Linked DNA regions of Bicyclus anynana: region 1 is linked to region 2. A link is a contact called in public Hi-C data. All regions are on one chromosome and are shown on one strand. The core of a region is the stretch at or near the end of the contact, and the rest is flanking DNA. Distances in the headings are between cores, read along the strand shown. Region 1 has its middle 140 kb from the start of Trnam-cau. Region 2 overlaps LOC112051626 (homeobox protein cut).

Region 1 (4,398 bases), core at 271-2,770, 380 kb after region 2:
TGTGAACTTAAAGTTGTGAGAGTTTTATACGTATCCAATCTAAGACCTTCATCATTATCAGCTGATGGACGTCCACAGCTGGACATAGGCCTCTTGCATGGACTTCCAAACAAAACGGTCTCGAGCCGCCAGCATCCAGCGGCTCCCTGCAACCCACTTGATGTTTTCGGTCCACCTAGTGGAGGGTCGACCAACACTGCGCTTTCGCCATTCCAGCACTTTGGACCCCAACGTCTATTATCATATTTTTATTTAAGCCTACTACAAGTACTAATGAACTTGTTAACCACTACGATTATGTTAATGAACTGCCGCGGATCAAGGCTAATATAATGAACGCTTAAGATTACACGCAACGATAGCATACATACAGAAGCCCAAAGAACAATTTTATTATTATAGCAAACGAAATTCGCATAAAACTTAACATTTTTGCAAAAGCCTTAAGCCGTCATGACATTTTAAAACTAGTTGTCCTTCCAGGAACATATGGACATGATATAGAGAGCCTTCAATCGATCAAGCGTGAAATTGTCCGTCTCTTTCCGCGGAGCGATATTGAGTGACCAATATATTGGGGAGAGGGAGATGGGTAGTTAGAGGACAGACCACGCCCCCATCGATCTGATAATGAAAACAACTTGCTCCGCTCAAGCGCATGATTTTTATCTCATCGTGAGTTTGACTTCGCGATTACACCGCGTGCTGAGGCCTTTTGTATTTAAAATTATCTTTATTTAAGGTGACCTCCCATAGGCCTTTATAACGCGAACATAACCTTAACTCAGAAAGCGCTATTTACAAGCACAGTTTACTTTCTTTCTTCTACTAAAAGTACCTCTTCGATAATTACATCTACACTGCATACTTCGTTATTAAAGGAGATCGATAAATTTTCATTAATTATGAATCAGATTTTCAGTCACAGACACAGATATTATGAATAATGTCTTCAATATTATAAATATTGTATTGGCTCTTTTCAGTAGAAACTGAAAAGAACTGAATAATGCCTTCAGAACTGGCGGTAGAATCTCTATAATAGTCAAAACTTGACGCTTAAAACTAAGCCTATGAAAAACTCTATTTAAAATAACATTAACGTCTCTGTCATATTCTTGTCATGTATATAACGTATTGATGTATTATTCGAATCACTAGCACAAATAATCAAATAGTTTACCAGAATATTGTAAATAATATGACTTTCTTGATGACTCTTTTCAGTAGATACTGCCTTCAGAACTGGCGGTAGAATCTCTACAATAGTCAAACTTGACGCTTAAAACCAAGCCTATGACAAACTCTATTTAAAATAACATAAACGTCTCTGTCCTATTCTTGTCATGTCTATAACATATTGATTTATTATTCGAATCACTAGCACAAATAATCAAATAGTTTACCAGATATAACATGAACTTAGAAAATATATTACTTCACAGCAAAAGTGTATCAAAGAGCTCGGCGCGGCTCTGTTCGCACTTCAACGCACCATGGGAAATCACCTTAACTTTGAACGTGGGAGCTACGGATATTCAAAAATGTTTTATTGCATTGAGTCACGACTGTACGTGATCCCTCATGGGGTTAGAGTCGTTGACACGGTAATGACGGATCTTGATTGCTCTTGTCTACGATCGGCATTTTCACGAACTAACTTACCTATAGATATAATAACACTAGCGGACGCCCACGACTACGTCCGATTAGACCTCTTTAATCCGGCTCTATCGCAAAATCCGTTCTCAGTGGATACCTACTAACTATAAACTACCTTCCTGCCAAATTTCAGCTTTGTACAACAAGAAGGTTTTCGAGATTTCGTGACGAAACCTTTCGCATGTATATGTTAAAGATTAAAGAAGAAATAAAAATAATTTATTTAACAATTTATTTCGAGGCAAAAATTAATAGAAACATTAATTTTTGTATTGTAGAATTTTCTGAGTTTATAAGGAAATGTATTCCTATACAGCTAAAGAGTAGATCTAGGGAAACATAATGTACTCGTATATCTCAATACTATAACATTTCTCTTCACTCATTATCACTGAACCATTTCTAGCTGTAGGTATCCAATTATTTGATATTCGAATAACTCATCTTTCTGATTATATGTAGTTCAGTCTAGTAAACTTTCTTAACTAATGTAAAAAAATGTCTAATCATTAGTCTTGGGAGACCGTGCTGTCTCTTGCTCAGTAACTTTCTTTCCAAGAATAAAATTGAAGCCAATATTTCCTCTAAGTACCTACCTAAGTGTTTAGAGACAACAAGCCTTATTACTTACCTTATTATTACTATCACTTCCTTATTATTACTTCCAGTACATAGATATACATTTGATATAAAGCTTTTATAGTACAGAAGCACAATTACAATAAAAAAATAAAAAGTAAAACTTCTTTATAATACGTCATCAACCCATATTCGGCTCACTGCTGAGCTCGAGTCTCCTCTCAGAACGAGAGGGGTAAGGTCATTAGTCCACCACGCTGGCCCAATGCGGATTGGCAGACTTCACACACGCAGAGAATTAAGATAATTCTCTGTTATCAGGTTTCCTCACGATGTTTTCCTTCACCGATTGAGACACGTGATATTTAATTTCTTTAAAATACACACAACTGAAAAGTTGGAGGTGCATGCCCCAGACCGGATTCGAACCCACACCCTCCGGAATGGGAGGCAGAGGTCACACTCCACTGGGCTATCACGGCCTCTATAATAATAGCCCTTTTATCTTCTTTATAATAATAGCCTTAAAATATCGCACATTTTAATTTTCGTTTCGATTTAATTTTTTGTTTTTTTACTGTAAATATTTAAAATTTGAGAGCAAATATCATAGATCAGCATCGGCACATATATCTCAAAACATTACGAGATAAAGAACGATCTTCGACCCAAATAATAATCGTGTCTGCACTTTTTTCAGAAGCCCCGTTTCATCTAAAGCAATTAGGCGCGCGCCATTGACAAAGATTAGTTTCGAGCGTTTTGATTTTACAGGGAAATATGGCGGGAATATGCTGGTAGTAATTTTTATCGCCAGCTCGCATCCCATCTGAAGTTGGAGATTAATGATCCGCCGCGTCTAGTCATACGGTTCCGCCGAATGCCGTAAAAACTGCGCGCAATTCTGTTTTTATGCCGATGTGGGAATGTAGATGGAGGTGGCATTTTGGTGATATTGTTGTGGTATTAGGTGAAAGGTCTTTATAGGCTGATAGATTAATCGAAGAGACTTCGACTGTAGATTGTAAGGTTGGCAGTTATATCCTGGGCACGCATTTATAACTTGAAGCCTGAAATCTGTGAAAACTTGATGGATTAAGACGAAGATTCATTTTTATTTGGCAGGTTAGAACTAGTCTGAGTTTGTAAAAACTTGTCTTTTCAAAGGTAGGGTATATTATGGTCACAAATAACTTCAAGGTGAAAAAAATCCGCTATAACTGGATGGATTTTGACTTAATTTTTCTAACTTTTGTCTAACTTTGAGGCCTGTGATTTCAAAGATAGTCTGATGGGTTACACACTCATTATTTATTTGAAAGGTTAGGAGTTATCTATGTCCCGGGCACGCATCAATGTACGTTATAATCAAATAAAAATAATTATTAAACCTATTTCTATGTATCTCAAAATTCTCTACAATGATCTCTAGAGGCTAGCAGTCCATAAACTGCATTTAGTCGGCAGGCTGGAGTATGACCTAATGATACAAAATAGATATAGCAAACGTAACAAACAAAAACTATCAATGTTATACATTATGTGTTAAGAATGGGTATGTATTGTCTATGAGTATTCTTACTAATAATAAAAAATAATTTTAAATTGGCATTCGTCTAATCTAGAATGTAGATTAAATTTTACTGTTTCTTATATCTAGATCTCTATTATAAATACGTACTTTCAGAATAAAACGCGTTAAGTAATAATATTTGAAGTAATACTATAATAGAGATTTTTATATACCGCATCCATTAAAAAAATTGTCGTGTAAGCCACACATCGTACCCCTACCTTTAATTGCTGCCATCTTGATACGGGTGTTATATCGAGCGGCAAAATGGGTTTTTCGCGGTTACAGCAACTTTGTACTCGCACATTATCGGATTTGCCAGATACTGATACCCGTTTTGGGAAAATATGCACAATGTTTTGCACAATTTACTAAAAATTTGTCTATTACGATTTTAAAATATATATGTATATACAATAACTTTATCAGCAATCTTCTTCTTACACCTCGCATATTCTCGTTACACGGGGTCTGCTTTCCCAATCAATCGGCGCCACTTCGAACGCGGGTGTGCATCGTCGTCAGAGAGTCCCAGTTCTTTAGTCCCAGTCCCAGATCCTTTTGGACCGTAGTCAGCCAAGTAG
Region 2 (4,329 bases), core at 666-3,165:
AATTACACGAGGCAGGGTAAAGATGTAAAATGGCGTCTCACAAATCGCGCCGAACTGACAAGTTAAACAGCCCATCTTCTGCGACAGATCTGTGAAATATACGCTTCTCAAGATAGGCGTGTCATTAATTTATCGCTAACGTGTCACATTTATTTGTTTGTACTTCTGATTCCCATGATGTTTAAAGATTACAGTAGAGCAGGTAACCCGTTTCAATTAAAATTTTTCGATGTGTCAAATTTGATTGTTGTGTGTTGCCATTAAATCACCGGTTCCATTATTTTGGGTAAAAGGCGCTTGCCAAGTGTATGTGGTAACAATAACTCTTATTGCGCAAACTACAAATAAATCAACCTTTTTGAAGTGATTTATCCCACAATAATAATAGCTGTTTTGTTCACACCGAATTTCGGGATTCGTTTTAAATGATCGCTTTTGTGGAATCGAAACATCGCGTGGGCGGGGATGTGTTTACGATAGTGCGGTTACCGCTTATAAAATAATTGCCGGTCGACGCACGACGAGTAATGTGCCCTTAATATGTTGAAGAGCTTTATTGGAAATCGCATTTAATGTTGAACACACATCTAAAACAGTCATAAACAAATGTAAAAATACATGTGGCACATTTACTTCACGGAGTTGGTCGTACCTATATAAACTGTAAATGTACCAAGGTACCAACTTACAGTGATAATACTCGTATGTACCTATTGTTAATTTTTTTGTTAAAGAAGGTTTCGATATTATATGAGGACGTTTACTGTACGTTAAATTCCATTAACTTAGGTAACAAACTCTTAAATAAAATTCGCGAGGCCGATTACCTGTAAGATTTTTTATAATTATTGCACAAAATGCATTGGCTAGACATACCTACATAAATGACATCTTAAAAAGGCCAGAACCCAAAGTCGGAAAGTTTAAAAAAAAGTCTCATTAGTCTATTGGTAAATACGATTGTTTCGCTTACATTGCACCTACTGTGCCTATGACACATATAGGTTCATTCATATCTGATGCCAAAAGTCCGTATCATTGCGTCCTCAGCACAATTAGTGGGGCTAAAATAAGATTGCACTAAATTATCACAATCAAGCCATCTCGACTAGCGCGCAATATATTCGTTAAACGCATCTATTTATAAGCCGTCGTCCTTTTATCCAGATAGCTTCTGGGTTGTCATGATGACACATGATTCACCGCAAAATGGTGTTAATTTCACCAGTTTTATAAAGTGAATTAATTACGTTAATTATTCATTATGTATTGAACAAGTAGTAATAGCGTAAATCTTGATTGTTGGTTAAGAGACTAACTAATATCCTAAACTATCCCAGATACGTAATAAAATTTGATGTTTACTTTCTTTAGTCCTTTTGAACCTGATGATATTGATAAGAAGTAAAGTTTAAAAAACCTGTAAATGATCTATAGGTACATCTACGCACTCGTATCTATTGATAAAATTCGCAGTCGAAACTGTGCAGTCAAATAAAAATTTACTCGACCAATGCATTAAATTTTCTTGAAAACTTATGTAGGTACAGTCTACAGGACTGAATTTGATGAATTGCATGATGTGATGAAGTGAATGATGATTTAAATGATGCTTTGTCTTGATAGGACAACAAAGGAAGTAAACTATCTAATAAGTTTAACAAATACCTGATAGAAGTTAGGTGAGAGCGGAGCAAACGACACTCGACCGAATGTTGTCTCGCTTGCAAACATTTACGCGTAACAATTAGGTAGTTTGCTGCTATTATCCCGGACAGTCGGTTAGGTATAACATCATAAAGTGTATACCGAGACATGGTATTATAATCATAAATATGCCCGTAAAGAGGTCTGATTGCTTCGTCGGAAGCCATCAAAGCGGCCGCGGGCCGGCGAGCATTCTTGGCGAAATAATTTCTTGACCCTACGCACTCGCCGCCACTCGACAACAGATGGCGTTGCGCGTACATTGTTCATCGCATACCCGGGCTTTTTATTTTAGACTTTTTGCGTTATTTCAGCATAAACGCTCTTTAAGCGGCTATTTAGTTTTTCAAAGGCGCTTTCTAAGTGGTTGCCGTGCCGGGGGAGTTTTTGCGAGACATGTCTTTTGTTATAAGTAGGTAGGTGGCTACCCTGCCAGTAGTAATTGCGCCGTAAATTAAATGTCTGCCTCACTCATCGTAATGTTATGATTGGCTCCTTTACAAGACACGAATATTTTATGACTTTAATAGTATAGAACAAACCACAAATCTAGAATTTAAAATGCTTTTAATGTCTCCTCTGATCGATAGATGGCGTAGATATTCAAATAGTATCTTGAGCTTTCAAATATAATCCAACATTAGGTACTTAAACTTATTAAAAAACGGACGGTCCTATAAAATTAGTTTAAGACTAAGTAATTATTTAATATGTAGGTACTGACAAAATCACACAAGTTAATGGAATAATTATGTTGCTAACTTATTTTGACTTTAACTCGCAGTTGATCGAGTAATAATTATGGGATTATCCATGGGTGAGAGTTTATTTGTTGTTTGGAAGTTTGTGATTTACGATATATTGTTCAGCACTGCCGGTCTACGATGTGTCGAAGAGTTACTGTTTGAGTTTTGATTTAGTTTAAATGTTTTTTTTTAAAAGGATTAAATGAAAGCTTCATCATCATCCTATTATTACCACGTGGGTTGGTGAGGATAGGAAAAAAAATATTCGACTCTTTATAGATCACTATTAAAAAATAGCTGTTTTTTTTTCAAAAAATTTAAAATTTCTCAGCTCTAACCTCAATATTTCTTAGGCCGACCCGGGAATTGTACCCAGGACCACTTTATCCGAAGCTGCAAAGGCTAACCATTGAACCATATAGTTAGCATGTAGAGTTCAATAAAATCTAATTTAATTTTAGCTGGATAATATGCATAAAATAAATCATAATTACTCGTATGTGCACTTTATTAAGTTATTGACTTACGAATTATAAAGTTAGTAAAAAATAAAAAAAAACATCAAGTTACAAATTACAAATTGCTCCATACATCCTTATTTGAATTAAGATTTGAAAAACTGTTTTTTTAAAGACAAACAAATATTTATGTATTTAGTTAATTACGTTAGTTTTCATACTTCTCCAAAACGGCTGAACCGATTTTAATGAAATTTTATATGTAAATTCAGTAGGTCTGAGAATAGGTTTTTATGTATTTTTCATACTCCTTGATGAGGCTTGTAAACCCAAAAATTTATAAGGCAAAACAACGTTTGCCAGGATAGCTAGTTAATATAAACTTTTTACTAAAGTAGTAAAATGGTGTCCATTGTTCGGTCAATGGCGGGATTATCGGGACCGGTTCAGAAACTGTAGCTGTCAGAAGCGTTTAAAGCAAAGTTGGCAACTTGCAAATGTATCGCGAAGGGAACACACTCGTCCGCATCGAGCTTAATGCCTTTCAGTTAGACTCGTCTCGAACTTTGAACTGGAAATTTGAAATACGAACATTTTTATTTTTAATTTGAATCGTGGGCACGGACCAGAGATAATATTTTTTTTATGGGTAAGGTTTAATTTATTGTTTTTTTAAAGAATATTTCCCACATCTTTATTATTTTTTTAATATGACTAATATTTCCATTCACCTCCAACTAGTCAGAAAAAGACTGTGTTGCTGGAGTGGGTATTGAGGTTTTTATTGGGCGTTTCGAAAGTGTTTGTAAACTAAGCCATTGAAATAAATGAATTTTGACTTTTTGATTGCATTATCACTTACATGGCGAGATTGTAGTCAAGAGCTAACTTGTGAAGAATAAAAAAATCTATTGCAATCTAAAGCACTTGATATTCGAACGAAGCAAGCCATTATTCAATCCCTTACCGATAGTTTCTTCGTTCTACAACCTTGCGTTTCATTACACGCAATTTTCCAGCAATTTCACAATGGACAAAAGCCCAATTGAATATTAAAATTTGCTTAACGCTTAACCAAGAGCACTACGGCAGTTTAGACTTTAGAGTGTACGAGCTAGAATGGATAACTAAACGAGGAACTTCGGCAAAGCTTTGGTGTCCTGCGCGGACCGATAGTGGCCATTGAAAATAGATTTTCACGCTTCGCCCCAAGTCCCGACCGCTTTGGAGTGCCAAACTTTATCCTAATATTGTATTCGAAGGCTTTTCGACGGCTGAAAGGTTTTAGATCTTAACATTACCAGTGGCGTAGCGTGCTTTGGAGGGGCACTGTATCACAATTGGTTTTGGGGGGCCCAGAATAAAAAAACGATTGCATAAAATATCTGACATATTATGTGTCAGTGATTTAATCTATG

What was found. A called contact is a pair of places that touch in the nucleus more often than the background predicts.
Region 1: a Hi-C map of whole larva shows a contact between it and region 2, with 10 times the contacts expected there. The contact joins two enhancer-like sites. A contact is called at or near these places in 2 of 2 Hi-C or Micro-C datasets (whole body and whole larva).

Annotation. Positions count from the first base shown.
Region 1 is chr8:6,287,406-6,291,803 of ilBicAnyn1.1, forward strand. No RefSeq gene overlaps it. Among protein-coding and RNA genes, the nearest start is that of Trnam-cau, 140 kb to the right of the region's middle. Within about 2 kb of position 1,521, at least 8 of the 8 cell types and tissues checked have open chromatin away from gene starts, as enhancers often do.
Region 2 is chr8:5,911,091-5,915,419 of ilBicAnyn1.1, forward strand. The region is part of intron 8 of LOC112051626 (homeobox protein cut); the gene reads right to left. Among protein-coding and RNA genes, the nearest start is that of LOC112051623, 19 kb to the left of the region's middle. Within about 2 kb of position 1,916, at least 1 of the 8 cell types and tissues checked has open chromatin away from gene starts, as enhancers often do.